Regions from separate parts of the Mus musculus genome. Here regions 2, 3, 4, 5, 6 and 7 are each linked to region 1. A link is a contact called in public ChIA-PET and promoter capture Hi-C data. All regions are on one chromosome and are shown on one strand. The core of a region is the stretch at or near the end of the contact, and the rest is flanking DNA. Distances in the headings are between cores, read along the strand shown. Region 1 holds the start of Piezo1 (piezo-type mechanosensitive ion channel component 1). Region 2 holds the start of Afg3l1 (AFG3-like AAA ATPase 1). Region 3 holds the start of Def8 (differentially expressed in FDCP 8). Region 4 holds the start of Tcf25 (transcription factor 25 (basic helix-loop-helix)). Region 5 overlaps Spire2 (spire type actin nucleation factor 2). Region 6 holds the start of Fanca (Fanconi anemia, complementation group A). Region 7 holds the start of Vps9d1 (VPS9 domain containing 1).

Region 1 (4,035 bases), core at 850-3,349:
GAGCCTAAGGAAAGACAGGAGCATTAGTCATCAATATTCTTTTGAAAGCTCCCCAGGTGACTAACACACAGGCTGGGTGGGAACCCCCAAAGCTGGCAAAGCCTCCTTCACATCCTAACCAGACTCAGTCTGGAAGCTTCCTCTGACACCCACATACTACAGCTGAAAAGCCAGGGGACCTCAGAGCCCAGACTGATCCTTGGAGGGTAAGGATAAATTCTAGCTAGTAGCACTGCTGTCCACGAGCTAAGAAATGATTTTGCATTTTTTTTTAACTGCTGGAAAAAAATATCAGAGTATTTCATGATGTGAAAGCATTCACCATCTGGCCTGTCAGAGAAAAGTCTGCCGGTTTTGTTTAAGCACGGCCCTTGTCTGTGAAAGAGGACCTCTTCCATGAAGATGGAGAAGCCTTTCTCTGCACACAACAGGACCACCTCTTCCCTGCCCTGCCCTCCTTGTTCCCAAGTGTTGACAGTCAGTGAAGGAGCCTGAGAAGCAGCTCTTGTTGAATCTTTAAGAAGGGTACCCGTCTTCTACATTCTCATCCACCCATTCTGCTTATATTTACAGTCTGACCGTCTACAGGCCAGCGAGGAAAAGAAGCCACAAATGTGGGCCCTAGACCTTGGCTCTCCTAAGTCCGGGCTGAGCTGAGGACAGTATCCGCTGGCCCCTCCTTTCAGAGCTCAATGGTTTTCATTGATTCCTGCCTTGAAAAATCCCCCCCACCCCCCCACCCCGGTCTCACCACATTTTGGTCCTACAAATCAAAACTTGGCCTGTGTGGAAGTCATTGCCCGGGTTGCCTGACACCCCCCGGAGCCTGTTCCTGAAACAGGGTGCACAAGCAGTGTCCGTGGAGAGATGGAGGGAATCACGCACAACCCCCCCACCTCCAACAGATGGACTTCCACGAGGCAGACCAACTTTCACAGTGGGTACACTGACTCTCTGTGGGCTAATTTAATCAGACCCCGAGGAAGGTCACATGTGGAGGGGTGCTGACTGCTTCAGGAGGTGTAAGGGGGTGAGCAGCTGGGCAAGGTGCCCTGGGTGAGGCTGGGAGGGCGGCAATGGAGCCCAGCACCTATGACACCAAAAGAGAGAAGCTCTTTGCAAGAAAGGGACGTATGCCAAGGTAGGGGATCTCCAGTTCTGACATCAGGCAGAGCCTCCTGGGGCGCCCTGTGCCCCAGTCCCTCTGGAAGGTAACCAAGTAGGGCACAAGGAAGACAGGAGCTTAGCATTGGACAGACAACCTCGGAACTGAGACTAAGAACTGCGCCTAGGGCTGGAACATTAGTTCTGGTAGGAAATTTCTGACTTGAAAAGCTCCAGGCAGAACGCCACCTTCTCCCAGATTGGTCAGGAAGTCATGATGCAAGTTTGATTTTTTTCTTTCTTTCTTTCTTTTTTCTTAACTACGAAAGAGAATAGAAAGTCGCGCTCCCCTCACAGCTCAGACACTAACAGCCCCTTGCCCGGGCCTCTCCTCCCAGCCCGCGTGGAGACGCCCAGCGCTATCTGGGGCTCTCGCGGACCCGCGCCTCGCCGTTGCCTGCCGTGCTTTCCACTCGGTGCCCGGGCCGGGCCCGCCGAGGCCGCCAGCGCGCTCACGCCTCTGGAATGCGAGCGCCCTGGGCCGCGAGTCCCGCGGAATCTCCTCGCCTATGCTCGCCCGCCGGGGCGGCGCGGCGCAGGGGGACGCGGACGCAGCCTTCCCGCCCGCGCCCTCCACTCACCCGCCAGGAGCGTGCAGGGCAGCAACAGCCAGTAGAGCCCGGCGCCCAGCACGTGCGGCTCCATGCCCCGCGGCCGGGGGACCGCCCGGGGTCGCGCCGCCGTGGCTAAAGGGAGGTGCGAGGGCCGGAGGAACCGCGCGCCATGGCACTCTGGGCGGGTCTCCGCACGTGCGGCGCGCGGCTGCTGTGACCTCCCGCCGGCCTCGATCTCGGGTCGCCGGCCGGCCCGGCCGCGCCCTCTGGTTCCCGACGGCCGGATCCCGCGCACGCTGGGTTGTCAGCCCGCCCGGCTCGGAACTCACGGCGGCTCGTGGAGGCCGAGCTGGGCCGGACGGCGACGCGGCGGCTCTCTCCCTGCTCCCGCCTGCGGGCCTTTATAAGCTCGGCCCCCGCCCTCCCTGGAGTGCCCGCCTCCGCGCTTCCCCCGACGGCCAGGCGCGCCCAGGCACCCCCTCGCTGCCCAGCGCAGTCTGCTCGAGCGCCGGCCCTACTAGCCTGGCTGGTGCCGGTGACCCGGAGACCTCGACCCGCGCGCCCCCCAAACCCTCCTTCAGCCCAGCGCAGTTACTCGCACTGTGCCCGTGGGGCGCTTCTCCCTGGGGCTCCGGGGCCTGGGACCCGGGGTGGGGGCAATACAAGAAGACTCCCAAAGACCTGACCCACTTAGTACCCACGCGCAACTGCGCCCCTCGTGGTTGGAGCAACTTTCGCTTTGTTCCCCAAGCCGTGATGGCGCAGCGCCCTCTGGGGGCTGTCAGAGTCCCTAACTGTGGCACTGGCGGCCACGCTGGCTAGGCCTTGGTGGTTGGGGTGGAGAGACACCTTACTGCTGTGGCATCAGACAGCTGCATCCCACTGTGGTCTGCGTTGGGGCTTTGGGACTGCTTCCAGTCACACCTGCCCCCACTGTGTGGCTTGGCTTTAGTCAGTGTGCTACAGACAGTAGCAAAAGCTGACAGAGCACCTGCTGTCCCATTGGTGGCCAGACAAGGTCTGAGTCCGGCACGTGCCCGGTACCTCACCCAAGCCGCCTTGGTTTGGCTCAGTCTTCCGTATTAAGGTGGATAGGAAAGACGAAATGAAAAGGGGTCAAGAACGGCACAGTTGGACCAAGTTCAGGATGCACTGGGAAATGAGTAGCATTAGGGGCAGAGGCTTAACCGGGAGCGGTGATGATGTGACCCTTTTGAGCCTCAAGGCACCAGCAGGCTAAAGTCAATCACACTTCAGAACCTTCAATTTTCCAGAACCACCAGAAATGCAGGCTTTCCCTGGACATATAGTATTTAAACTGCCTAGCTTGGTCTCCAAGACTCACCTCTAGTCTGACTCTGAAGGGGTGCTGCTAAGACACGGGAAGGTTCAGAAATTCATTCAGACCTGCTCCTTGAGCAGCAGTTCTCAACCTGTGGGTCGTGACAGCTATGGGCCTTGAACGACCCTTTCATAGGGGTTGCATAATAGATATCCTACATAACAGCTATTTACATTATGATTCATAAGAGTAGCAAAATTATAGGCCGGGCGTGGCCTTTAATCCCAGCCCTCGGGAGGCAGAGGCAGGCAGATTTCTGAGTTCGAGGCCAGCCTGGTCTACAAAGTGAGTTCCAGGACAGCCAGGGCTACACAGAGAAACCCTGTCTCAAAAAAAAAAAAAAAAAAAAAAAAGAAGTAGCAAAATTATAGTTATAGCAACAAAATAATTTTATGGTCAAGGGTCACCACAACATGAAGTGTCTTAAGGAATATTAATTAATTAATTATTAATTAATAATAAATAAAAATAATTAATAATAAATAAATAAGCAATATTAGAAATTAATTAAGCAATATTAGGAAGGTTGAGAACCACTGTCCCAAAGGAACTGAAATGTTTATGTCTCACAACCATTGAAGTAGTTGTAGGGTAAAAACAGAAAGGAACAAACAGGGGAACTCTCAAAAAAACTAAACTGTATCCTACAGTGTTGTAGCAGTTTAAAGAGCATCTGAAGACTCCCTGAATTGTGGGAGCAGCTTCTAAGATACAATGTTACCATTGAAAAACTGGCGCCACCCTTGCCCGCCACAGCAAGTATGCAGTCTTGGCATGCAAGCAAGCCTCCTTCCTTTTGATATCCTGGTCAGTCACACACAAGCATTACCTAGGTCAAAAAAAACTCACAAAACAGACCAGGACAGTGGTGGCACACGCCTTTAATCCCAGCACTTGGGAGGCAGAGACAGGTGGATTTCTGAGTTCGAGGCCAGCCTGGTCTACAAAGTGAGTTCCAGGGCAGCCAAGACTATA
Region 2 (4,035 bases), core at 753-3,252, 930 kb after region 1:
TGCAGCCTGTGGGGCCAGACTGTCGTCCTCCCACAGCCACTAGGGTCCTTACGGTCCACAGTGGCAGCTGCCAGAATACAGAATACCAGAACTGGTAACACAGGTGGGACTCAAACCCTCAATCTCAGACCTGAAAAACCAAGACACAAATTCAGCGGTGCCACACTTAGACAACAGACAACATACAAGACTCACACAAGCAAACGTAACTCCAAGGGGTCCTTTGGGGTTCTTGGGTGTCACACAGATCTCGGTAGGACCTCCGAAATGTTAAAACCTAGTGGGGAAACACCCACTCAACTCCCGATTGATTCAGTGTGCACCCAAAAATCACGAAGGACCATCTCTTGATGTAATTACATGAGGATGTTTAATGACGGAGCTCCGGACCGACATGCATCCCACAAAGGAGATAACGGATGTCGGCCACGAGGCTCGAAAGCTAGGGGTTTTTATGGGGTAAGGGGCTTAGGGGTGTGGAATTCAGCATAGTGACACACTATTGGCTTATTTAAACATTAACAGAAAGATTACATGTTAGCAAAAGGGCATCAGGACTTTGTTCCTGTGGGCTAGGGGCTTATCTTGTTCACATAGCAACCAGTTGATGTATGACTTTACCCGGCATCAAGGGGCAGTGGACAGAGGGGAGGTTCCAGCCAGGTGGTGTTGACCCAGACAAGATAGCCCTGCTTGTACAATCAAGCTGTTCTTAGGAATGTCTTAACAACAGCCCTGTCTGTTCTGCTTTGTTCTCAGCCCCAGGCCACGGGCTCATAGACAACTCTTTTACATGAATCACAAGATACAAAATCTCATTTTCTTTTATCACCATCTCCCACTCCAGCGCGGTATGGTGAGGCGGGAGGGATGCCTCGGCACATCCCTTTCCCTGAGTTATCAGCCACAGGACAGGTATAATGTAGAACAGTTTATTTGGGGGCATGGGAAGGGAGTTGAGAAGGGAGTAGAGGCAGTCAAAGAGAGAAAAGAGAAGAGGAGAGGAGAGGCTGGCCAGGAACCCGTGGAGAGGAGGAAGGAGGGAGGAGTTGGGGAGAGAGGGAGAAAGGGGTCAGGGAGAGAAGAAAGTCTGAGAGAGAGAAGGGGAGAAGGGGCAGAGAGAGCGAAGACATGGAGGGGGGTATGGGAGTAGGGGTCGGGTTGGGAGGGAACAGACCCTTTTATAGCAAGCCAGGCCTTGTTGCTAGGTAACCGTTGGGCGGAGCATAGAAGGACTGCTAACACTATGGGTGACAATGGTCTTCTCCCGGGCATCTGTACCTTTGAAATGTAGTCAAGGTAGAATCTGAGTACACGCAGATGCCACGTGTGTCGTGGACAGCCCCACTGTCCAGAAACTGGTTCATCCTGAACACCCACACCTCCCTAATGCCAAGTCCAAATTGCTAGTCCGCACAACTGCAGGCAAATCAAAACTGGGGTGACTCTATATACCAACCAAGTGCTCTCCCGCAGAGCAATGCCACAGGCCCTCACGCTGCTCCAGACCGTCCCGTCGCTCCCTGCGCATCCGCAGGAATAAAAATGTTGTTAAGTAAAATTAAACAAGGGTCTATGACGTGGATCAATGAGACAAGTCGTGCACCAAATAACAGTTCCTTTGTTCACGATAGGTCTCGAACCACATCTAGTCTGGATGTAAAATACCGGGAGCACCTCCAACCGGTAATACTAGTACCCTCAACCAGGGAGAAGTAGCCTCAAAATTTAATTACGTGAGCCGCGTTACCCCGAGGACCCACCGAAGCCATTGATGTCGTTGACAATGCAAAATTTAAAATACGTCTAAAGGCCCTTGGTGTCTAGGTCAAGTTGGCCGCGGACCATCCGCCATCAGCTGTCAGGCAGCGCGAAGCGACACTCGGGTTCAGGATCCTAAGGAGCACGGCCGCGAACCAGACACCCAAAGAGAGGTCCGAGCCGATGCGGCGGCCAGCTGCGCACGCGCGCCCCCGAGGGCGTGGTGCACTATGATCCGCCTGCTGCGCGTGCGCGCGCCCAGGGGGCGGCGCGAGGTCAGGGCCGGGGGATGTTACTGCGGCTGGTGGGGGCGGCGGGCAGTCGAGCCCTGGCCTGGCCTTTCTCCAAGCTGTGGCGATGTGGCGGATGCGCAGGGAGCGGCGGGACGGTCTGGAGCAGCGTGAGGGCCTGTGGCATTGCTCTGCAGGTGAGCAGGGCAGCGCTGGGGCCACGGGTTCCGGGCGGCGTGGCGGGGGCCGCGCTGGGCGTCGCGGTGACGTCATCGGCCTGCGGCTGGGCCGGGCGCAGCGTCTTCCCGATTTCTGCCTCCGACTCCACTAGTGTCTACCTACGGCTGATCGGAACACTTGAGCGGGTGCGATCTAGCCATTATCCAGTTAGCTATTGCAGGGCCCCACTTAAAAGGTAGTAGCCTTTATTCATTAAGGAGGCGTAGGTCTCCATACTAAGCAGAGAAAGATGGCCACCATGGAATTCCCGCCACTGATGCTTCATTTTTTAGATAGTTTAGCCTTACTAGATATTTTATCACCCCTCACAGGTACATCTGCCAGTAGTAAGGAGGCTCACCACGGCGAAAGGGAATATCCATGCAGATTATCCATCTTCAAATAAATGCGTGTTACCATCACAGGGGCCATACAGCCGTTCTTCCTCAATTCAGTTTTGGTCTTGTTCCCTCTTAATATGACAGTAGTGTGGTGTAACGGTCCATGAGCAAATGTCCATTTACCCCAGCTAGGGCACTCACGATAGGTCAAAATGATTCCATTCCTCTAGCTTTGTGAACCAGTGAGCTTATTGGAATTAAATATGGCCGCACCGGGGAAGGTTACTTAACAGGAGTGACTCAAAAGCAGTTTCATCGATGAAAGGCTCACATACAGGTCACAACGCAAGGCGAACCTACAGTCAGTACCACTGAAGAGGCTCCCTCCCCTCAGCAGTTCTTTCCTGCCTGTAGAACTTTGGGTCTGGGGGCCCGTGGATTTTTTTTTAAGCTTCTGAGCATAAGGTTTATGGGGCTTCTTGAGGCTTAAGAGCTTCCCTCTCTGTAGGGGGGAATCTCTGGGTTTGGAGGAGGTAGCTGCACAGTGGGTCGGGAAAATGCCCTCAGGTTTGTTTCTAGTGCTGTGCATTGCACAGTCATTTCAGGTCATGTCGCACATCCTGTTCCGGTGGGTGACCCGTTGAAGATCAGTCATATAGTGATTGTTATAGACAGTTCTGAGTTGCTGTGGGCCAGTGTCTTTGTGAAAGAAGTACATTGGATGGACTTTGACTTGGTTGGGTGGCTTTTCGTGGCGAGACATCAGAGTGCCCACTCACCCTAGACAGAGCACTGGTAACAGACCAAAGAAAGGTGTTGTGTGACACTGCTCTTAGGGAACAAACATTACCCACGGCAGATAGGGAGCGGGCAACAGACCACGGTAGAGTCCATCTGGTGAACTAGTGAGTTTTGGTGGAGTTACTTACAGAAATGACTCCAACAGCTGCATCATCAGCGCCCATCCCAGTGTGGGATGGCAGACAGCTCAGGAAAGCTGGAAACAGAGTACTCTGCTCGTTCAGCAGGTTAGAGAGTGACCGTTCCTAGAGCCTGTTCCAGGCAGCTCAGTCTCTGCTTCACCCAGGTTGCCAGGCTACTCTCCACTTCTCAGGCAGCTGGGCACTTATCAGAGTCTGTCTTCACTGTGTAGACAGGGTTTCTCTGCATATCCCTGGCTGTCGTGGAACTCACTTTGTAGACCAGGCTGGCCTCGAACTCAGAAATCCGCCTGCCTCTGCCTCCCGAGTGCTGGGTTTAAAGGCATGCGCCACCATATAATAGTAATATATTTATATAACTATATTATTTATAGTACATATTAGTTATCTATTTATATAACTTTACAATACAATGTTGTTTATAATATATATTAGCTATATATATATATATATATTTTTTTTTTTTTTTTTGGGGGTGGTGGTTTCAAGACAGGGTTTCTCTATGTAGCCCTGGCTGTCCTGGAATCATGCTGTAGACCAGGC
Region 3 (4,035 bases), core at 402-2,901, 890 kb after region 1:
TTCCTTTTGAATCTTAAGTCAGACGTCCAGCCTCACTATCTAATCTCAGGCCCCGCCTTACTAGCCTCTGTGTCCTTCAGCACACACCTGATCCATTTGCCTTTTCTACTTGTCTGTCTGGTCCTTGGGCAATGCAGCCTCCTCAAGTCTTGTCCTGATCATTTTCTGGTGATGTGCCTGAGCATGGCATATAGTTGTACTCAATAAAAGTGCTGTTGCATGCTGGGCGTGGTGGCGCACGCCTTTAATCACAGCACTCGGGAGGCAGAGGCAGGTGGATTTCTGAGTTCGAAGCCAGCCTGGTCTACAGAGTTCCAGGACAGCCTGGGCTACACAGGGATACCCTGTCTCGAAAAACCAAAAAAAAAAAAAAAAAGAAAGAAAAGAAAAAAAAAAAGAAAAGAAAAGAAAAGAAAAAGTGCTGTTGCATCAACGGAGAAACTGTCAAGACTCATAGTAATGAAGACAGGCAGACGTGGCTCCATCCTTGACTCTCTGTGAAGGTGAGGGCCCAGTGCTAGTACAGATATTGGCTCATATCACAAGCACTGGTATAGGCCTTCTAGCACAGAAGTAATAATCCAAAACACTTGCCTTTAGCTCTTAGCCTTTGGGATGAGGAACAAAGAGTCAGTAGAAATGTCAGAGGAGAGTCATCAGACAGTAACGAGTGCCTCTCCGATATCTCTGCTCACAGATGAGGAGGAAGTATTAGGAGAGACATTTGGCTGTGGTTAGGAAAGACTGTATCCTAAAGGCTGAGCCAGAGAGGCCTAAGTGTGGACCTGGCCTGTTAGGGGTAAGGAGGGTGAAGTCTGGTGAGAGAGCTGGGAGGTGAAGTCTGAGGCAGACTTCTTCCCTGGGATCCTCCAACTGCTGGGCTTGAGGTGCAGAGGGAGTCTGAGGGTGCTGAGGCTGTCATGGCTGTGGTGTCACCGTGGGGTGGGGAAGAAGGGCTGGTCCTGAGTCCGGTGGAAGTTAGATCAGACAAAGGAATGTGATCAGGAACGCACTGAAGGTTGGCCTCAGGTGGGAATGATTTATTCACTATCAGACAGAGGTGTGTTAGGTGTGTGGTGTGTGTATGTCTCTGTGTGTGTATGTGGTTTGATGTGCGTGTGGTGTGTGTAGTGTTATGTTGTGTGATGTGTATGTGTGGTGTGTGTAGTGTGTGTGGTGTGTGTAGTGTGTATGTAGTGTGTCATGTGTGTATGAGGTGTGTGTGTATGTGTATGGTGTGTATAGTATGTGTGTAGTGTGTATAGTGAGTGTGTGGTGTGTATGTGGTATGTCGTGTGTGTGTCGTGTGTATGAGTGTGTGGTGTGTAGTGTGTGTGTATGTGGTGTGATGTGTGTGTGTGGTGTTATTGTTGTTTTCTCAGATAGGACCTTTGGAGCTTGAGACGCACCTTAAATGTCTCGATGGTGGTGTCCTGGGGACAGCTGAATGTCAGTGTTGGGGATGTGGGGACATTGAGGGGTTACCACTGTGGAACCATTCCCTTGAATGCAATTACTAAGGCGTGGGGGTGGGGGAACTCAGGAGAAAAGACTCAGGGCAAAGGTAATGGACTCTATGGACCAGAAGCAGGAGACTTGGAGGTGCTCCAGCGAGCCAGCAGGGCAATCGGTGTCATGAACCTCCTGGCCGGAGGCGGCAGCAGCGGGCGGAGGAGCCGGTACAGTGTATCAGCGGCGGCGAACTACAGTGTAGCCAGCCGGTCCGGTACAATGTAGCGGCAGCCAGGTAAGCCAGAAAGCGGTCTCTGTAGGTGTCGGGGGGGTCTGGTGGGAAAGCAGGCGAGGGTCCAGATCTCAGCATGCAATCGCCACTGGTCGGACTCCGGGATCGGGCTTCTGACCCACGCACTCATGGTGCAGAACTGGCAGAGGCCTCAAGCAAGACGTCCAGCTCCCGGCTGCCGCCTGCTGGCTCTCCGCTGTGCGCAAGGCCTTGGTGACCTCATTGGTCCCCGCAGTACGTAGGGCAGAGCTTAGCGTCCACAGATGCCGACCCCCACCCCCAATCACCGGGTGGCTTCAGAGCCTGAGTATGGGACTCCCGGCCCAAGGACCCGCAGGGACTCGCCTTCTGCTATGTTGAGCTTTTCTGAGCCTTCGGTTTCACAACTATGAAATGGGTGAGGAAGGTCGTAGAGACCTGCCCCAGTGGGGACAGTCGCATCCTCAGAATGAATTCACGTTATAGCGGGTAGAAATGTGAGGTGCGCTTTGTTGCGCCTTCTGGGGTAGTTGAGAATTATTAACACTGGTCCTGCTTGGCCTGGATTGCCTGTCCATCCTTTTTAAGGGTGTGAGCAAATAGGATGTACTTTGGACTCCTGTGGCCCTTGGACTAGCACTTTTTGGTGGCTAAAGTAACACACCGGAGGCGGGCTCTTATTCACCATAATCTGTCTTGAACTTTCACCCAGTGCCTCTGATGTACCACAGACCCTTGGTCTTACTCTGAGGGTTTCAGTTGTCAAGTTGTAATTATTATTCGATTTAGGAGAGACCTCTGCAGGGGCTGGATGGAACAGTTTTCTTTTTTTTTTTTTTTTTTTTTGTCCTTTCTTGAGTATCTTTCCTGAGGCCAACCACGGATTCTGGGTGCAGATCTCTGTAAGGCTGGTGGGGAAATAGGAGATGGGGTCCTACTCAAAGCCGGCTGTTGCTTCCTGCAGCCTGGGCTGGGCTGAGGTGCTGTCTATTCGTACTCAGCTGAAAGAGCAATATGGTTCTCCAAACTGGTTCCAGACAAACCAGGAAGATGGGTTAAATGGCTCCATTGCTTAATTCATTCCTTGCTTTTGTTCCTGGTCAGGTGGTGGCAGTGCCAGTCAGGACATACATAAGGGAGCCATTTTCCTGGGAAAGGTAGCCCAGAGGAGAGTGGAGGGCAAGCTCTGGTCAAGGTCTCCCTGTCCCTCTGACTATATTCTAAACCATCGGGAGGTTTCCAGAGAAGGCGTCTGGAAGGGGCTCCTGTGGGCTCCACCCAGTTCCTTTAGACTGGGCTGGTCACCACATGGCGTCGGTGACTGCCCAGCAGCAACTCCCAGTTTCTGTTGTTACCAAACCACACACTCGTCCTTCCGCTCAGTCTTGGGCAAGAGAGTAGGGCTGCAATTGATTTCTTTCTTTCTTTCTTTTTTAAGATTTATTTATTTATTATATGTAAGTACACTGTAGCTGTCTTCAGACACTACAGAAGAGGGCTTCAGATCTCATTATGGACGGTTGTGAGCCACCATGTGGTTGCTGGGATTTGAACTCAGGACCTTCAGAAGAACAGTCAGTGGTCCTAACCACTGAGCCATCTCTCTCTGTCCAGCCCAATACATTCTTTTTTGGTTTTTTTTTTTTTTTGGTTTTTGGTTTTTGGTTTTTTCCAGACAGGGTTTCTCTGTATAGCCCTGGCTGTCCTGGAACTCACTCTGTAGACCAGGCTGGCCTTGAACTCAGAAATTCCACCTGCCACCACTGCCGGGCTTAAACCTTTTTTGTTGTTGTTTTTGTTTTTTTTTTTTTGAGGCAGGGTTTCTCTGTGTAGCCCTGGTTGTCTTGGAATTTACTCTGTAGACCAGGCTGGCCTTGAACTCAGAAATCCACCTGCTTCTGCCTCCCAAGTGCTGGGATTAAAGGCGTGCGCCACCACGCCTGGCGGAATTTTTCATTAATGAAGATTATCGTTATAGCAATTCTGATACCAGACCCCATGGAGATTGTCCCAGTGGTGATAGAAAAGAAAGCGGTCTGTGTGTGAATGCTTAGGCAGAAGTCTGTGTTTGTTTTTTGCTTTTTGTTTAGGCAGAAGTCTTAACTGCAAAGGAGAAATTTTTAGAGAAAAGGAACAACTGGTTTTGAGCAGCTCATGCTGCCAACAGAAAAATGAAGGCATTTTATGGTTTTTGTTTGTTTGTTTTTTGTTTGTTTGTTTGTTTTATTGGTTGGTTTTTCAAGACAGGATTTCTCTGTGTAGCCTGGACTGTCCCGGAACTTGCTATGTAGACCAGGCTGTCAGCCTTAGAC
Region 4 (4,035 bases), core at 534-3,033, 820 kb after region 1:
GGGGATGGGCACCTTGGGACAGCAGCTGTGAACCATCAACTTTGAAGTACCTAAAGATACTTCATAGTGTGGGCAGAGGGCTCAGCATCCAACCCAGGGACGAACCAAGACTCCTGGGGGAGGCAGGGTGGAGTGGAGCACACGGACAGTGGGACAGGGGGCTCACACAAGAGCAGGAACTAAGGGATTGCTGCCCTGCCTGCCTTCTCTGTCCTTGCCAACCGCCTACATTGTTTGGACTTTGGGAGTCACATGAATGCAAAACCGGGTTCTCTCTGGGAAACTTAGCTCATTAAGGCGTCTTCACCTGTAAAAGGAGATCTATCTCCCAAAATGAAGCTGGAATTTAAGATAAGTGACTGATTGCTTCTCAGCCTTTTGGCTAAGATCAAGTAAGAGCAGTGACTGGCCTAGCCCTCTCCTGCTCTCAAGCTGGGGAAAGGTCCAACCCAACCCCAGCTCATTTTACTTTGGAGGTACTCAATCCTGACTCGTCTAGGAAAGTTTTCCAAAAGTATAAAAATTGGGGCGTAGACATGAAGTAGCTCTGTAATTCCAGCCCTTCAGAACAGGATTTCCATAGCTTCACGGGTAGCCAGCGTTACAGGGCAAGATCTTGGTTTGGGTGGTGTACTGGCTAGTTTTGTGTCAACTTGACACAGGCTGGAGTTATCACAGTGAAAGGAGTCAATTGAGGAAATGCCTCCATGAGATCCAGCTGTAAGGCATTTTCTCAATTAGTGACTAAGGGGTGAGGGCCCATTGTGGGTGGTGCCATACCTGGGCTTGGGTTCTATAAGAAAACAAGCTGAGCAAGCCTCCATGGCCTCTGCATCAGCTCCTGCTTCCTGGCCTGCTTAGTCCCAGTCCTGACTTCCTTTCGTGATGAACAGCAGTGTGTATGTAGTGTAAGCTGAATAAACCCTTTCCACCCCAACTTGCTTCTTGGTCATGATATTTTGTCCAGGAATAGAAACCCTAAGACAGGTGGTGTTTTTGTTTTGTTTTAAAAAAAGGTCGGTTGTTGTTGCACACACTTTTGGTCACAACACCTGGGAGGCAGAGGCCAGCATGGTCTGCAAAGCGAGTCCCAGGACAGTCAAGGGTACACAGAGAAACTCTGTCTCAAAAAACAAAAACAAAAAGAACATGGAAAAAGAAAAGATCTGTGCCGAGGATCCCTATGTCCTTATTGTGAAAATCTTCCTGAATTAGAATACACATAGGTAGGGCTGCCGTGACTTCACACCACGGATCCACACCTAGGCAGCTCTCCCCTCACCCAATACCCCTGTAACATGACCACCCCTGTTGCGTTCGCGACAATAAAAAGCAAGCCCTAACACCTAACTCGGCTCGGTGCACGTTGTGGAGAGGAGTTACCCAGTCTGAAAGAAGTTAGGTTGGTTCTATTAAGGTGAAAACTGTCCCTTTGCAGTCTAGTAACAACGTGGAGGTGGGGGACATCGGACAAGTCGCATGGGTAGGCTAGCAGAGAGGGGTTGGGGACTGGGTCCCTCGCTCCTGTCATAGCAGAGGTCTTTGCACACGGGCCTTGCGGCGTGCGCACCTGCTCTCACGGCCTCCTCGCCTGCCCCACCCCTGCCCGCTCGCCCCCAGGCTCGCCCCCGGGAATCGCGTTCGTGCGGAGCAGCGCTCTGAGCCTGCGCGTTGCTGCCCGCCGCACAGCCGGCTTTCTGAAAGCCAGCCATCTCCAAAGCCGAAGCACCGCACCACGGCCGCCGCTAGGGCCCGACTCTCGCGAGAGCTCCCTGGGCCACCCTTGCACCTTCCCCGACTCCACGGGGAATTGGGAGGAAGTTCCGGAGAGCCGCGGCGCGCAAACGCGACACGCCAATCTTGCGCCAGCGCGCCGCAAGTGCGCAGGCGCCGCCACACTGCTGCTCTTCCTCGTCCCTCTGCCCACATCAGGCTGTCGGGTCCTATGTCGCGCCGGGCCCTCCGGAGACTGAGGGGGGAACAGCGCGGCCAGGAACCCCTAGGGCCCGACGCCTTGAAGTTTGTCCTCCTTGATGACGATGACGCAGAGGAAGAGGGACCAAAACCGGGGCTGGGTGGCCGGCGCCCCGGGGGTGCAGGGAAGGAAGGAGTCCGTGTCAACAACCGGTTTGAGCTGGTGAGGAGCTGGGCAACCTGAGGGGGGGGAAATGGTGGGGGCATGACGTCATGCGAAGGGGCACAAAGTTGGGTCTGGACTGCAGTCGAGTGGGCGGAGAGAAGGGACTGCGCCGCATCGGGGAAGGCGGGTCTTCAGCCGCAGGGTGGGTGGGGTGAGGAAGCCGTGTTCCCCGTCCGAGATCGAGTGGAAGGTGGAAGAAAATGCCGAGCGAAGGGGCTGCTAAAGGCTAACGGGGGTGCCGACAAGGGGCTGAGTGACAGGACTTTGCTGCAGCATAGGGCGTGTCTCGCGGCTGTGTCCAGAGACGTGACGTGACGCAGGGCAGGACGGGGCAGTGACGTCAGAGTGGGCGGGGCGTGACATCCGAGACAGCTAAGGGGGAGGGGCACTGTGGATGGCGAGTGGGAGGTGGGGTTCAGTTGGGTCTAGGCTTCACTGAAGGAGTAGGGTTGTTCTGTCCGGGGCAATGGGATGGTAGGGTAGGCTTGGTTTCATTTCTGCGACTTGAGGGAGGTCTCTCTTCTGCAAACATTTCGGCTTATTCATCACAGTACTTCTGTGTGTCCCAGCTACTTGTACCTATCGTATCGTATTCCTCGCAGCAGAAAATTGGGTAGCAGTCCTGAGCCCCGTGTTTTTCCTTACGACAGACTGACCTGGGTCTGCAGTTTCATATGTGTATAAATTATGATTCTGACTTCATGTGTGGGCAGATAATATGTCTTTTCCTCGTATCTCCAACTTCCACATATGGTAAGGTGTCAGTGGCCATTTTCGAGTGAGTAAAAAGATGTAATGTGTCTGAGACTCTCAGTCTTGCAGTGAATTGTCTCAGCTAGCTGGGACACACGGAAGTACTGGGTCTTCCTCAAGTCGCAGATATGAAACCATGTCTATCCTACTGTTGCAGCACCCAAGACAGCACTACCCCCAGTTGTCCCCAGCTTTTTATCAGTTAGCAGGTTTAAAAGTTCCTAGCAAAGATATTGATTGGTGTGAGAAATGTCACAGACATTTTGGAAGTTTGGTTCAGAGATTGTTTATTTCTCCCATAAGGAAAGGAAGGGATCTGTCCTGTAGTCTGTGGCGATGGTGAAATATGTCTTCCCTTGGTACAGAGAACTCGCCTGCCTCCTCTGACTTTGAGCCTGAGAGCAACCCCCATTCCTACTGTTTCTTCTCCCTTCACTAGTACTTTTCTTAGATTTACTTTTGCTTATCATCATTTCTTTTTCAAGACAGGGTTTCTCTATGTAGTCTTGGCTGTCCTTGAACTCACTCTGTAGACTACTTAGAGATGCTGTGTCTCAGACTCGGAAATTCGCGCACTTCTGCCTCCTGAGTGCTGGGATCAAAGGCATGTACCACCACCACCCAGCTATGTTTACTTTTAAACGTACACAAAAATTAGGAAAATACAAATAACCCGTATGCGCCCATGGCCCAGTTTCTGTCAGTCTACATGCCTTTAATATAATTTTAATCCCATTTCTCTTAAGAGGTGATTGCAAAACAGAGCCTAGATATCCCATCATTCACCCATCTGTAGCCTTCCTTGTACTGGGATTCCTCCCTTGACGGCAGCTGGGGTTCACTCTCAGACCTTAGGGATCTGAGACCATTGGTTCTTAAAGATTTTACAGCTCTCCTGAACTTGTCCTGCACTTCGCTTTCCCTGGTTCTTTACGGCTTTCACCTTTAGCCTTGGCTCCCTGTCCTCTGCTTTTGCCTCCCTCTGTCCCATCCCTGACACTCTCTCAAACTGGTCAGTGGCCTCCTTTTCATATGTCACGAAGTTGGCAATCTTGCCACCTTTGGGGCCCAGGCTACTGACTGCTCAGCTGCTTTGAATTACACTGCTGAGGTAGGCAAGCGGGGCGGGAGGCTGGTGATAC
Region 5 (4,035 bases), core at 495-2,994, 790 kb after region 1:
GACTAGTTTTATGTCAGCTTGACATACCTCAACTTGGTATAAGCTGACATCATCTGAGCAGGAGAAACCTCGATTGAGAAATGCCTCCGTCGCTGGGGGTAGGGGAGGGGGTGGGGTGGAGGATGCATGCCTTTAATCCTGGAACTCAGGAGGCAGAGGCAGGTGGATCTCTGTGAGTTTGAGGCCAGCCTGGTCTACAGAGTGAGTTCCAGGACAGCAGAGCTGCATAGTGAAACCCTGCCTCTCCCCCCAAAAAGAAGGTTGGAATGGTAAGTGACCCGAAGCTGAGCACAGAAGTTTAAGTAGAAAGAAAAAAATAAAGAAAAGTTTGAGACTGGAGAGATGGTTCACCGGCTGAAAGAACTTGCTGCTCTTGTGGAGGAATTGGGTTTGGTTCCCAGCACCACAAAGCAGCAGCTTGCCCCTATAACCAGAGCCAAAGGATCTGATGCCCTCTTCTGGCCTCTGTGGGCACTGCATGCATGTGGTGAGCTTACATATATGCAGGCAAGGCACTCACATACATAAAATAAGATGGCTCAGCCAGTAAGAGCACTAACTGCTCTTCTGAAGGTCCTGAGTTCGAATCCCAGCAACCACATGGTGGCTCACAAACACCCGTAATGAGATCTGACACCTTCTTCTAGTGCGTCTAAAGTCAGCTACAGTGTACTTATTTATAATAATAATATATAAGAAAATAAATAAAATATATAAATATAAACAAATAAGACAAAATATATAAATATAAAATAATAATAATAAATAATAAATAAACCTTTGGGTTGACTGGAGCAAGCAGGGGGTCCTAAAAAATTTAATTCCCAACAACCACATGAAGGCTACAGTGTACATCTTTAAAAAGAAAAAATAAATCTTTAATATATATATTAAATATGTTATATGTGTGTGTGTGTGTGTGTGTGTGTGTGTGTGTGAGTGTGAGTGCAGGCCCCACGGCACACATGGAGATCACAGGACAACTTGCAGGAGCCGGTTCTCTCCTACCACAATAGGGACCCCAGGGCTTGGGCTCAGGCTGTTGGGCTTGCTGAAGCTCACCCTCACCCACTGAGCCATCTCATCAATGTCCCACCCCAAAGAATAGCATCTTTCTAACCTATTTTCACCCAGTTTATTTTCTTTCACATTTATTACTCACACTCTGTGTGTGTGTGTGAGACACGTCTGTGACTACGAGCATATGTGTGCCATGACACATGTGGATAACGTCCAGATCTTTCCTCCCCCCGTGCTTTTGAGGCCGGAACTCGGGTCTTCAAGCTTACAGAACAAGCACTTTTACTGGCTGAGCCATCTTGCTGAATCTAATTCTGCCAACTTCCTGCACTGTCTTCCGGCTGGGACCAGTGGTGAGGCCTTAGTGATGTGCTGTCAGAGGTTGGATATGGAGGTGTTCAGGAACACAGAAGCCAGGCCTGCCCATTGTTTTGTTTTAGCTGTTAATTTATCCTCCAGACTCCAGCCCCCAAGACTTGCCCATTGTTAGCGAATCATGAGTGTTCAAGGTTTGGGGTGCAAGGCAGGCCTGAGCCCTGTGCACTGCTGACCGGGCTCACCTCCAGACCTGCCACTGGTGGACGGGGTTCCTGTTGTAGCGAGGCACTTCCTGGGAGCGGTGTGTGGGCATGGCGCGTGTGGGTGAGCGCTTAGAGGAGCCTGCCGCTCTCACTCAGGCCGGATCAGCCACGCCCAGCTGTGGAAGAGCAGGGTGGCCACACCTGTATCCATCCCTTTGCCCCACAGAATTCTATTTGTTAAACAAACACGGGACTCTGACTGTGTGCCTTCCTGTGGGTGGTTCTCCCTCTCGGCTTTCTCCAATTTCCAAGGTTGATGTTTGTGAACCGGCTCACAGCTCAGTTTTACAGTTCATTTCTCGACAGTGGAAGCCACCCCCACCTGTAAGTGTGGCTTGCTTGCCGAGTGCCAGTCACTGGGTGTGTTTCCACCCAATCCAGACCAGCCCTCTGTGGTAAGTGATACCACTGTGCGAGAGGAAACTGGGACTGCTTAGTCACGTGATCTTTGACGCCAGTCTCTCTACTGGAGGCTGTACCCAGACCCAGGAGAAATGTCGGTGGTGTATTTTCTCTTTTCAAAATTTATTCCTTTTTAAAAAAAATTTTCGAGACAGGGTTTCTCTGTGTAGCCTGGGCTGTCCCGGAACTCACTCTGTAGACCAGGCTGCTCAAACTCAGAGATCCGCCTGCCTCTGCCTCCCAAGTGCTGGGATTAAAGGCGTGCGCCACCACACCCGGCTCCAAATTTATTTCTTGGGTTTAGCGAATCCATGTATTTTAAAATTCAGACAGCTTCTTCTTAAATTTTATTTCATCTGTATGAGAATTTTCCCTGGATGTGTGTATGTGTACCGCGTGCATGTCGGATGCCCGCGGAAGCTAGAGGAGGGAGCTGAATCCTCCGAAACTGGAGACTGTTACACGGTGCTGTGGGGCTGTCCTGTGAGTGTGGGGGATGTCGGCCCTCTATAAGAGCAGCCAGTGCCCAAATTCAGAAAGTTTAAGGGAAGACCTTGAAGGAGGCCTTGTGTTGGTGTGCCTGGATGCCCGCCCATCCTCCCTACTCACAGGCTGCCAAGATCGTGAGTGTTTCCTGCACATACCAGCACTCAGGCGTGTGTACTTCCTCCTAAAGGCAGGCGTTGCTTTCTGTTTTGTTTTTCTCCCTGAGTGGGAGCCTTGGATCAACTCAGCACACAAAACACATCTTATTGGTCCTTTATTTGAAACAGGGTCTTCCTTTCTGTGTTACCGAGGTTGACCTTAAACTTGAAATCTTATTGCCTCAGCCTCCCAGATCTGATTTCAAGTGAATTTCTTTTTCTTTTCTTTCCCTTTTCCCCCTTTCTTTCTTATTTTGGCTTTTTGAAACAGGGTTTCTCTGTGTAGCCCTGGCTGTCCTGGAATTTGCCCTATAGACCAGGCTGGCCTCAGACTCAAAGATTCATCTCTGCCTCCTGAGTGCTGGGATTAAAGCTGTGCACCACCGAGTAAATTCCTTAATCGACACCTTTCCTTGCTTTTTTCAGTGATACCTAATGTCCTGGGTGCAGGTGCCCCGTGTGTCTGTCTTCAGAGGACACTGGAGATTTTTGGTGCAGGATAGATGTAGCACTGAGTGATCTTGTAGGTGTCGTGACGCAGAGTGGTGTGCCTTCTAAAAGCCCACAAGCTATGTGAGAAGGTGAGAGAGTTATAACTGTGAGAGACTTGGCAAGCCACCTTCTGAGGGCTGTGGTCAGTTCCCTTGTCCGCCGGGGACTGCGTATGCCACATCTTCATTGCCCTGTGCCTGAGATGCAAGACAGGAAGTCTTTTGATCTTAAAAAGGATCTGCTCCTTCCAGCCTTCGTTCACTGTCAAAATACTCCCAGAAGCCCAGGCATGGGGCAGGGAATGTATAGCAAGAGGCCTCCCTAAGATGTATAAAGTCCCCTTTAGCAGAGTCAGGGGTGAAGTGGGGTTGTATCATATAGAGTGGGTAGTTAACCCTGACCCTGACCCAAACCCCAAGAAGGAGTTAGAGTCAGGAGCTCCCACCATTGCACGCGTCACTGCACGGCCGGGCACTGCGTATCCATCCGGTATCGCACCCTAGGACGCGTCTCTGCATCTGTTAGCTCACTTCTTCCTTGAGGTGATACCATGAGTTAGGCAGGAAGGTGCCATTTCTGTCCCCTAGATGATGAAGTGATATCATCCACTTACCCGTGACCGTGACCGTGAACCGGACAGAACCTGACTTGAGGAGGCAGCTCCACCCACCACCACTGGTGGCAGAGGCACTTTCCACTGGAGGAGGGGCTAGGCAGTCCTCTTACTTCCTGGATTTCTCATCTGCTATTTAAAGAATCTGGAGTGGCCATCTATGCTCAGGGCAAGGGTACCCTGCTTGGGTAAATTAGCACCAAGCTGCTTCCATAACAGAAACAATGCTGACGGAAACCATGTGTTCTGCTTCCGACTCTCATCCTGACTTAGCATTTCAGAC
Region 6 (4,035 bases), core at 675-3,174, 770 kb after region 1:
TTTTTTTAAGATTTATTTATTGTATATATATATGTGTGTGTGTGTGTATGTATATAGATAGATAGATATATACACATGAGTACATTTGTCACTGTATTCAGATATGCCAGAAGAGGGCACCAGATCCCATTTCAGATGGTTGTGAGCCACCATGTGGTTGCTGGGATTTGAACTCAGGACCTCCGGAAGAGCAATCAGTGCTGAGCAGCTGAGTGACCTCTAGCAATGACCTACCCTTCAGTGTCTTCCCTGTAAATGAGATTATCGGTAGCTCATGCCTTTCACTCTGGTTTGGAGAAACAAAGGAACTTACAAATATAAATCATACAGATCAGTGTGTGACAAACTGAAGTTCTGGTGTGCTGATGCTGCAATGGTTTAGTAAAACCAAGTCCAGAAGTAAACGGGATGCTACAATGCCAGCCCTATTGTTTAGGAGCATTTTAAACCATGTGAAAATGCCTGTGCTTAATTGTCATATTTAAAAGTGAGAATTAAATTGTCTGTATGCCATTCTGAACTGTGTTTCAAAATGACAACATGGAATTAGAGCAGCAAAGGCCTAATTGGTTCTCTTTGGTGGATTATGAAAGATTTCAATCACCCTCATGTTTCTATATATGCGTTTTCTGTCACAGTCTGTGTTTGCTGCAAAGAAACAATGTTTATCTTAATATTTAGAACAATTCCAGTGTCTGCAGTGAATGTTTCAGTCAAAGTGTCTCCAAGAGAGGGCTGTCCATCCAATTTGGGTGCAGCGCATGTCAACAAACGGTAAAGTCGGCTTCTGGGACAAAAAGCATCCCTTTGTCAGCAGTGAATTCCTCCACCCCACACCCACACAGGTTACAAACACTGCTCTCTTCCCCTGGGTGTTTCTCTGGAACACCGCTGAGCCATCTCTCCAGCCCCCAGAATTTCTATTGCTGTAATAAAAACACCATGACCAAAAGCAACTCGGGATGCTTCTTTCAGCTTACAACTTGTACTCCATCTTGCTGGGTGTGGTGGTGCACGCCTTTAATCCCAGCACTTGGGAGAGAGAGGCAGGCGGATCTCTGAGTTCGAGGCCAGCCTGGTCTACAGAGTGAGTTCCAGGACAGCCAGGATTACACAGAGAAAAACAAACAAACAAACAAAAACCAGATTGTACAGGAATCAACCCTCCAGCCCCTCGAGTACTTTTCCCAGAAGGAATTTATTAAAGCCTTTCATGAATTATTAAATGTACTACCCAACTACTTTCATCTCCAAAGACATAAAATATAAAATACACTCAGCTCTCCTCCCACCTGGTTTGCCGGCACCAGTTACTCGCCAAGTACTCAGGCTTAGAAGGACATTAAAAAGATTATGATCTGGCTTGGCTCCGAACATCCAACCTGCTCAGCCAGGACAACTTCCTCTTACCTCTAGCAAAAGGTCATGCATATTTTGATGGTATCTCAGGAGTTTCAGAGCAGAATCCTTTAATTTCTGTTCCCTTTCAGGATCATATTTTTGCTTTTTGACTCTGCCCGCTAAAGATATTTTAAAAAGAAAAAAAAATTGCTCAGAAAATTATAGTGCAACGTACACAGGGTGACACGCTGCGCGGAGGTCCAGAGAGAAGCTGTCCAAGTCTGGACAGTCACCTAGCGCTTGCAGCAAGCGGCAGGACCAGGAAGCCTGGGGCCCATGGCCCTAAGAGGACCAGCGCGGCCCAGGACGGCTGACTCGCGGGCAGGGCTGAGCCACGCTGGGATCTGAACCCGGACCCCGAAGAATGGAGGGACCGCACTGGCGCTGGTTGGGGGTCAGAAGGCAGAAATGGCAAGACCTACCCAGCAGCTCGGTCCAAGTTTTTCGGAGGCCCCGGGGCCCACCACCCATGGCAGCACCCCTAGCCGGCGAGCCCGGCATAGCGTCTGGAACACCGGCTCTGCAGCCCGCGCTGCCTTCCGATTGGCCGCGGCCAGGCGCTGGCGCTCATTGGCTAGGAGCATGCTTGACCACACCCCCGAGGGCGGACCCTTGCTCTGTGGCCCTCTTCCTCTTGGTTGTAGTACTTGTCCCGGAGTCTGGCTGCGTTCGGGTGGCAGAGAAGGCAGTATGGTGGCAGCCTTGGTGCAATACACCTGCGCCTGACAACTTAGAGGGAAAGTGGCGCAGAATTGCTAATGGCCCAGAGCTTGGCCTGGGGAGATCACGTGACAAACTGGACCCAGGTTTTCGGTAAAAAAAAAAAGCACTTTTACCTGCTTTGTTCAAAACTACACAGGATCGATCCGAGTACTCTGCTGTGCTTATTTGACTCTGAGGGAAAATTGACCAAAGGAGTTCTGGTGCTGGGGTGTGACTTTCAAGGGTTGAAATTAGAGTTGCTATCACTCCCCGCTAAGCGCTCAAAGTACTTAGGAAGGAAAAACAGCCACAAAAACGCTGTCATTCTTGTTTCTTCCTTTTTTAAATCCACCTTACGTGCGGGGCGGTGCTGTAATCTCAGCATTCCGAAGGCAGAGGCAGGTGGATCTCGGTGAGTTGGAGGCCAGCCTGATCTACCGAGCGAGTTCCAGGACAGCCAGGGCTACACAGAGAAACCCCGACTCTAACAAACAAACAAGCAAACTGAAGGAGGGCATTATGTGCACTGCAGCCACTGTCCTTGATTTTCAGCATTACCCCAGGTGTGTGCACACGCAGACACTAGTGGAAGACAGGACACTAGAGACAGGCTTGAACCGGCCATAGTAGCCAGGTTGTGATTAAAATTCACCCAGCCTGGAATCAGTCAGCAGCTGGAGGAGCCATTATCAGAGCCAGAGCAGAGCAGACAAAGATTGACCGAAGTTTCCCAGGAATCAGGCTTATCTGCCTCCATGACCTGGAGGTGCTACGGTCACACTGGGAGCCAAAAAGTCACTTTACCCATCAAAGAGAACACTTAAAGATATAAAACTGAAGAGAACCAATTTTTTTTTAATGTATTTCTACAAAATTTCATCACTATGGCCAGGACTCGTCCCAGTTCAGGATCAAATGTGTCTGGCAGCCCCACGTTGCCTCTAGCATCAGAAGTGCCCTCAGAGAGGAGCATCAGAGAGCTGCTCTGCCTATTAGAAGATGTGGCTCAAGGCTGGCTCAGTGGTTAAGAGCACCGACTGCTCTTCCGAAGGTCATGAGTTCAAATCCCACCAACCACATGGTGGCTCACAATCATCCATAACGAAATCTGATGCCCTCTCCTGGAGTGTCTTCAGACAGCTACAGTGTACTTACATATAATAAATAAGTAAATCTCAAAAAAAAATGGCTGTACTTCCATCATTGCCCACAAGGTGGACCCCCTCCAACACAAGCCCTCCCCACCCACACTGTTCCTCCCCTGCTACCCTGTTGTTGTTGTTGTTGTTGTTGTTGTTATTTTGAATGAGTAGGTTGGTGAACTCAGAGATACACTACCTCTACTGACTGAGAGCTGGGATTAAAGACACGTACCACCACTACCTGGCAAAAAAGGGCCATTTTCCTCCATATGAAAAAGGAAATCTAGCCGGGCGTGGTGGCCAGAGAAACCCTGTCTCGAAAAACCAAAAAAAAAGAAAGAAAGAAAAAGAAAAAGATAATCTGCTCAGCCAGCCTATGAGGACAAAAAAGAGTACTAGCTTACCCCAAATCACACCAACTGACCATCACCACCGCTGGTACTTACTGTGTGTTTTCAAGCTTTCGTTGGAAACGGTTTTCTTTTCGTTGATGCTTCGTAATTTGCATTTTCAACAAGTGCAGTAGCACAAGTTAGAAATCCTATCAGCTCTGGAAGCTGAGGCAGGAGGATCATTTCTGCCTAGGAGTTTGGGGTAGCCTAGGCAATATTGTGAGATTCCCATTTCAAAAACAGAATTAGAGAGCCGCTGAGGTGGAAACTGGCTAAGACACCCGTGGTGACCTCTGCACTCTACACACGAGCGCACATAGCAATTCACACATACATAAGTAGGAACGCACGCACATGCACACACACGCACACACACACAACGGGCCTGTCTTATCCAC
Region 7 (4,035 bases), core at 924-3,423, 700 kb after region 1:
CCCCTTATGTGATGTCGCCCCTCATCTGCTTGGAACACCCCCTGTGGCTAGCAGCTCACCACCCACCCCAGCAAGTCTGGTTGGCTTCTCTTTCAGAATACACCCAAGCTCTATGCTCCTCCCCATGCTGGGTAGAGCTCTGGGAGGTTCCCAGAATTCTCTTCCACATCCGTCCAAGATGTACAAAACACTAATTTAACTACTTCCTCCTCCAGGACCTTTTAAACGTACTTTTGCTGGCAAGGCCCCCACTTTGTGCATCTCACTCTTAACTACCTTGAGGCAGTGTCTTGACCCAATTCACAATCCGTCCCCTAATCCTGACCACTTCTCCTCAATGCCAGCATGTCACACTATGACATCATATGCTAACGATAAGGACCAGGTTGGAAAGAGACAGGAGACCTCTGGAAAACCTCAGAAGGCAGAAAAGGAGACAGTTCCCCGCCCTCATCTGAAAACATTTGGCGGTGCCAGCTGGTGGGCAAGGGCATGGGTGGGTGGGTGGGGGCACCATTTTGCTATCATGAGAGGAGTAGCAAGTCTGAAGGCATACCTGTAGTGTTTTCCACGTCTTCGAGCAATACCTGGGAGATGTAGTGGATGCTGCGCAGGTATTCCACGTACGCTTCCTAGATGCAGGGGAGAGAATAGCAGTGGTCAGGCCTGCATCCTGCCTGCCTGGTGAATGCCCAGATACAACTGCAGGACCAACAGTGCCTGCTTGTTTTTTGACAAGACTTCCTTCTAGGCTTCAGTGATGGATGGTCCAGCTAGGACACAGATGGTATCTATACTGTCTAGACTTGAAGGGAAAAAGATATCAAACAGAACAAAAAATCAAAGAATTCCTTCCTTCAACACTGTGCTGAGGAGTTCCCAGACAGACACACCTCTCCTCTCATTACTATCCACCACATGAAGGAGCTGAGCTTCAGTCAGGAGGCTCCACAGAGCTGCCTGAGCAGCAATAAGGGTTTCCACTCTGTGTGACAAAGTTCTCTTCCTGTGCAACTCAAAGACTAGCAGTCTTTCCATGTCTCATGAAAAGCACTTCCTGAAATCTGAGGAGAGGATAAGGGCTCATCTGTCAATCTCAAGTTTTGGCTTAGGTGAAGAAATAACATTCTACAGACTCCAGAATAATTCCCTCTGCTCAAAGGAGCCCAGAGCACCGAGCTGCAGGTTTCAGCTGTGTGACCCCTCTGCTCTGGGCTCTGTGACAGCTCAAGACAGAACGCACTCTGGTCTGTATGTGTTTCGTTTTACTCGTTGTCAAAATTACCCAACTTTAATTAGCTCAGCACTTCAGATAAAATGGGTTTCAGGTAGGATTCTGGTCTTGTGAGGGTGCCCTAGAAAACTAAGTTGGGGCACTGGACAACCAGTGATTCGTCCTGTCCTATGGAAGCTCTGGGTGGCCCAGCCGGCTTTTCTACCTTGTTGCCATCCTTTTAATTAGCAGTTATTCTCAGTGACAGGCCACACCCCTTTTGTGCCTGGGTTTCTTTACAAATGACCTTTGAAGGCAACTGCAGACAGCAGCAGCATCCTGAATGAGCCAACAGTCGGGTCTTTTCTAGATTAACTCTACACAGACTCTGTCAAGAATACACACACACACACACACACACACACACACACACACATCTGTCATCTACATCTTGGATGTAGGTCCTTTGCAAACAGAACCTCCTCCTTATGTCACACCGCCTCATCACACAGGTAAATCTAGGCCCAGTGCGAGCTGAGCTGTTCCAGGTCCCCGCAGAGCTCGGCGCCCTTAGCCTCCGGGCCCCGGGTCTCCGGGCGCGGTCCCAGAGCCGCCGCCGCCGCCGCGCGCATCGGGAGCGCCGAATCCCTCTACACGCCCGCCCTCGCCCACCCACCAGGGGCAAAGGGCCTCCCAGAGCTGCTTCCGCGACCCTCCCAGCCTCACCCGGGGCCGGTTGCCGGTGTCTAGCTCGATGGCCTTGTTGGCCAGTTTCATGGCGCTCTGCAGTGGCTTCGCCCCGCCGTCCCCGGCCGCAGCGGCCATGGCGCTGGGCGGGGGCGGGGAGCGGGAGGCCGCGGCGGCAGGGGCGGGACGGGGCGGACGCCTCCAGACCGGAACGCGGAGCGCGGAGCTGAGGGAGGCGCAGGAGCTGCGCACCGCCGGAAGGGGACCCGGACACACTTCCGCCGGCCTTGCCCCGCCCCGCCGCGCCCCGCCCCGCCGCGCAGACTTGGGTTTAGGGGACCGGAGGGGTCAGTGGCTCTTGTCACCTCCTCCGGCCAACTTGCTGCGAGCGCGGACGGGAAGGCTGGCGGGGAGAGCTACTGCTCTGAAGGGTTTCTGTTGTGCGCCACCGCCCGGGCGGCAGTCCGCGGCCGTTCACCCTCCGGGCTGCCCCTCCTTTAAGGGCCTGTCGCGAGTTCCGAGAGACCCGAAGAACTCCGGGCTCCTGACCCCGCCGCGGCCGCTGTGGCTCCCCAGACCGCTCCTCGCTTCCTTGCAGCCCTCGCTTCCTCCGGCTCCGATCTCGGGGAGCCGAGCGGAGCGGGGCAGCGCGGCGGAGAGTAGCGGAACGGCACGGAGTGTGCCAAGTTAAGTCCGCTCTAGCAAGAAGTCAGGGGGCCGAGCCACACCGAGCAGCGCGGAGCAGGGAGCGAGTGTCGCCTACCACCATGAAGCGGGACCGCCTCGGCCGCTTCCTGTCTCCCGGAATAGCTCGGCAGCGCGGGGGTTCGGGCGGCGGCTGTGGAAGCGGTCGGACTCGGGGTCGCCCTTCTCGCAGCGGCGGAACGAGCGCTGACGGGGCGGCTGCTCAGCTCAGCTGGGGCTCGATGACACGCTCCTGCGGGGACACAGGCGACGACGGTACAGACGAAGCTGGTGGGTTCCAGGCGTCCTCGGGCCCCGGTGCGAGCTTAGTGATAATGAGAGCAAACCAGGCCTCCTGGTTCTGGAGAACGCGGGCCCTCTGGAGAACTGCCGATAGAGGCCCTTTCCTCTGCCGCCCAGACAGCTCTGTGTCGCTGCTATTTAGTGCGTAAGATTTGAAGGCACACAGGTGTGGCTTCAAGTTTGCTCTTCGTGCTATGGACTTTTAGGGTAATTGCTTAACTTTTTCTGAACCCCAGTTTCTTGATGGTTAAAACAGGCCTATAACCTAACCTGCGTTGGGAACTGAGTTAAGTGAACTAACTGCTTGTTCCTTGTGCGGCTGCGAGTTTGTGAACAAGCAGCAGCTAGTTAGGTTAACAGCCTCCATGTGCATCACATTAGTGTGGTGTTCTTCAGTCATCTGAGAATGGCTTTCCTATGTAAGCTGTCCTTTACTCCCACTAGGGGCAGTTGGGTGGCATCATGCACATGCTGCAGGCAGGGCACCTATAGATGGACAGGGATGAACAGTGAGTTAGTTTCTTGAGGCACGGCTTGGACACATTTTCAGAATAGGGATGTTAAGTTTCATCTTCGTTGTAGGCATCTGGGGTTCCTTGAATATTGAGTGTTCAGTGAGGAAGGCCAGCTCCCGAGTCCCAGTCCCGCTACTCTTGTGTTTAGGAAGCCTGGTGCGGGCACTTCTCTGCTTGCAGTGTTCGGAGGCCAGGGGGAAGAGTGGCCCTTGCACTGCGAGTACCTCGCTTATGTCACATTTGCTTCTCTGCGCAGGAGCAGGCCGGACTCTCGCTATGGGGCATTGTCGACTCTGCCATGGGAAGTTTTCCTCACGGAGCCTCCGAAGCATCTCTGACAGAGTGCCTGGGGAGACTTCAGAAAGACTGTCCCCAGGAGAGCGTGTCTTCATTAGGGACTTCCAGCGTCTGCTGGGTGTCGCTGTGCACCAGGACCCAGCCCTGCCTCAGTCTGTCTGCAAGAACTGCTACACCCAATTCTATCAGTGCCACAGCCTTCTCAGGACCTTCTTACAGAGAGTCAACGTCTCCCCAGCTGGCCAGAGGAAGCCTTGTACAAAGTAGGCCCTTGTTGGATTTCTAGGGACTTTTAGGGGTTCGTCACCCTGTGTTCTAGGTGTTGACTTAAGGCAG

What was found. Promoter capture Hi-C pulls out the DNA fragments that hold promoters and counts their contacts. ChIA-PET counts read pairs in DNA pulled down with a chosen protein or histone mark. Capture Hi-C pulls out chosen DNA fragments and counts their contacts.
Region 2: a promoter capture Hi-C map of liver shows a contact between it and region 1, with 3 times the contacts expected there. The contact joins the promoter of Afg3l1 here to the promoter of Piezo1 in region 1. A contact is called at or near these places in 5 of 39 promoter capture datasets (the C10 cell line, cranial neural crest, hippocampal neurons and 2 more), 1 of 484 Hi-C or Micro-C datasets (B cells) and 2 of 115 datasets of contacts at active chromatin or transcription factors (extraembryonic endoderm stem cells and memory CD8 T cells).
Region 3: a promoter capture Hi-C map of liver shows a contact between it and region 1, with 3 times the contacts expected there. The contact joins the promoter of Def8 here to the promoter of Piezo1 in region 1. A contact is called at or near these places in 2 of 39 promoter capture datasets (hippocampal neurons and neutrophils), 1 of 115 datasets of contacts at active chromatin or transcription factors (epiblast stem cells) and 1 of 9 other capture datasets (liver).
Region 4: an RNA polymerase II ChIA-PET map of memory CD8 T cells shows a contact between it and region 1, with 43 read pairs. The contact joins the promoter of Tcf25 here to the promoter of Piezo1 in region 1. A contact is called at or near these places in 4 of 39 promoter capture datasets (the C10 cell line, hippocampal neurons, liver and 1 more), 5 of 115 datasets of contacts at active chromatin or transcription factors (effector CD8 T cells, embryonic stem cells, epiblast stem cells and 2 more) and 1 of 9 other capture datasets (macrophages).
Region 5: a contact with region 1 is called in a promoter capture Hi-C map of embryonic stem cells, with 4 times the contacts expected there. The contact joins the enhancer-like site here to the promoter of Piezo1 in region 1. A contact is called at or near these places in 4 of 39 promoter capture datasets (embryonic stem cells, hematopoietic stem and progenitor cells, hippocampal neurons and 1 more), 1 of 484 Hi-C or Micro-C datasets (bone marrow-derived macrophages) and 2 of 115 datasets of contacts at active chromatin or transcription factors (the NIH/3T3 cell line and microglia).
Region 6: a promoter capture Hi-C map of pre-B cells shows a contact between it and region 1, with 5 times the contacts expected there. The contact joins the promoter of Fanca here to the promoter of Piezo1 in region 1. A contact is called at or near these places in 4 of 39 promoter capture datasets (embryonic stem cells, hippocampal neurons, liver and 1 more) and 2 of 115 datasets of contacts at active chromatin or transcription factors (bone marrow-derived dendritic cells and large pre-B cells).
Region 7: an RNA polymerase II ChIA-PET map of memory CD8 T cells shows a contact between it and region 1, with 30 read pairs. The contact joins the promoter of Vps9d1 here to the promoter of Piezo1 in region 1. A contact is called at or near these places in 1 of 39 promoter capture datasets (cranial neural crest), 10 of 115 datasets of contacts at active chromatin or transcription factors (astrocytes, bone marrow-derived dendritic cells, bone marrow-derived macrophages and 6 more) and 2 of 9 other capture datasets (adipose tissue and liver).

The regions. Positions count from the first base shown.
Region 1 is chr8:122,549,230-122,553,264 of GRCm38.p6, forward strand. It overlaps Piezo1 (piezo-type mechanosensitive ion channel component 1), which reads right to left and starts at 2,100. Exons shown (of 51, transcript NM_001357349.1): 1 at 1,746-2,100. The coding sequence starts at 1,809.
Region 2 is chr8:123,475,860-123,479,894 of GRCm38.p6, forward strand. It overlaps Afg3l1 (AFG3-like AAA ATPase 1), which reads left to right and starts at 2,003. Exons shown (of 17, transcript NM_054070.3): 1 at 2,003-2,188. The coding sequence starts at 2,051.
Region 3 is chr8:123,441,305-123,445,339 of GRCm38.p6, forward strand. Def8 (differentially expressed in FDCP 8) reads left to right here and starts at 1,652. Exons shown (of 12, transcript NM_054046.5): 1 at 1,652-1,747.
Region 4 is chr8:123,371,928-123,375,962 of GRCm38.p6, forward strand. It overlaps Tcf25 (transcription factor 25 (basic helix-loop-helix)), which reads left to right and starts at 1,784. Exons shown (of 18, transcript NM_001037878.4): 1 at 1,784-2,137. The coding sequence starts at 1,946.
Region 5 is chr8:123,339,822-123,343,856 of GRCm38.p6, forward strand. The region is part of intron 1 of Spire2 (spire type actin nucleation factor 2); the gene reads left to right. Among named protein-coding and RNA genes, the nearest start is that of Spire2, 9.1 kb to the left of the region's middle. Within about 2 kb of position 1,745, at least 85 of the 459 cell types and tissues checked have an H3K27ac peak or open chromatin away from gene starts, as enhancers often do. A contact at or near this core is called in bone marrow-derived macrophages, embryonic stem cells, hematopoietic stem and progenitor cells and 1 more, where this site is marked.
Region 6 is chr8:123,316,652-123,320,686 of GRCm38.p6, forward strand. Fanca (Fanconi anemia, complementation group A) reads right to left here and starts at 1,925. Exons shown (of 43, transcript NM_016925.3): 1 at 1,824-1,925; 2 at 1,411-1,520. The coding sequence starts at 1,902.
Region 7 is chr8:123,252,049-123,256,083 of GRCm38.p6, forward strand. Vps9d1 (VPS9 domain containing 1) reads right to left here and starts at 2,174. Exons shown (of 15, transcript NM_028200.2): 1 at 1,940-2,174; 2 at 557-632. The coding sequence starts at 2,038. Zfp276 (zinc finger protein (C2H2 type) 276) reads left to right here and starts at 2,147. Exons shown (of 11, transcript NM_020497.2): 1 at 2,147-2,875; 2 at 3,659-3,962. The coding sequence starts at 2,668.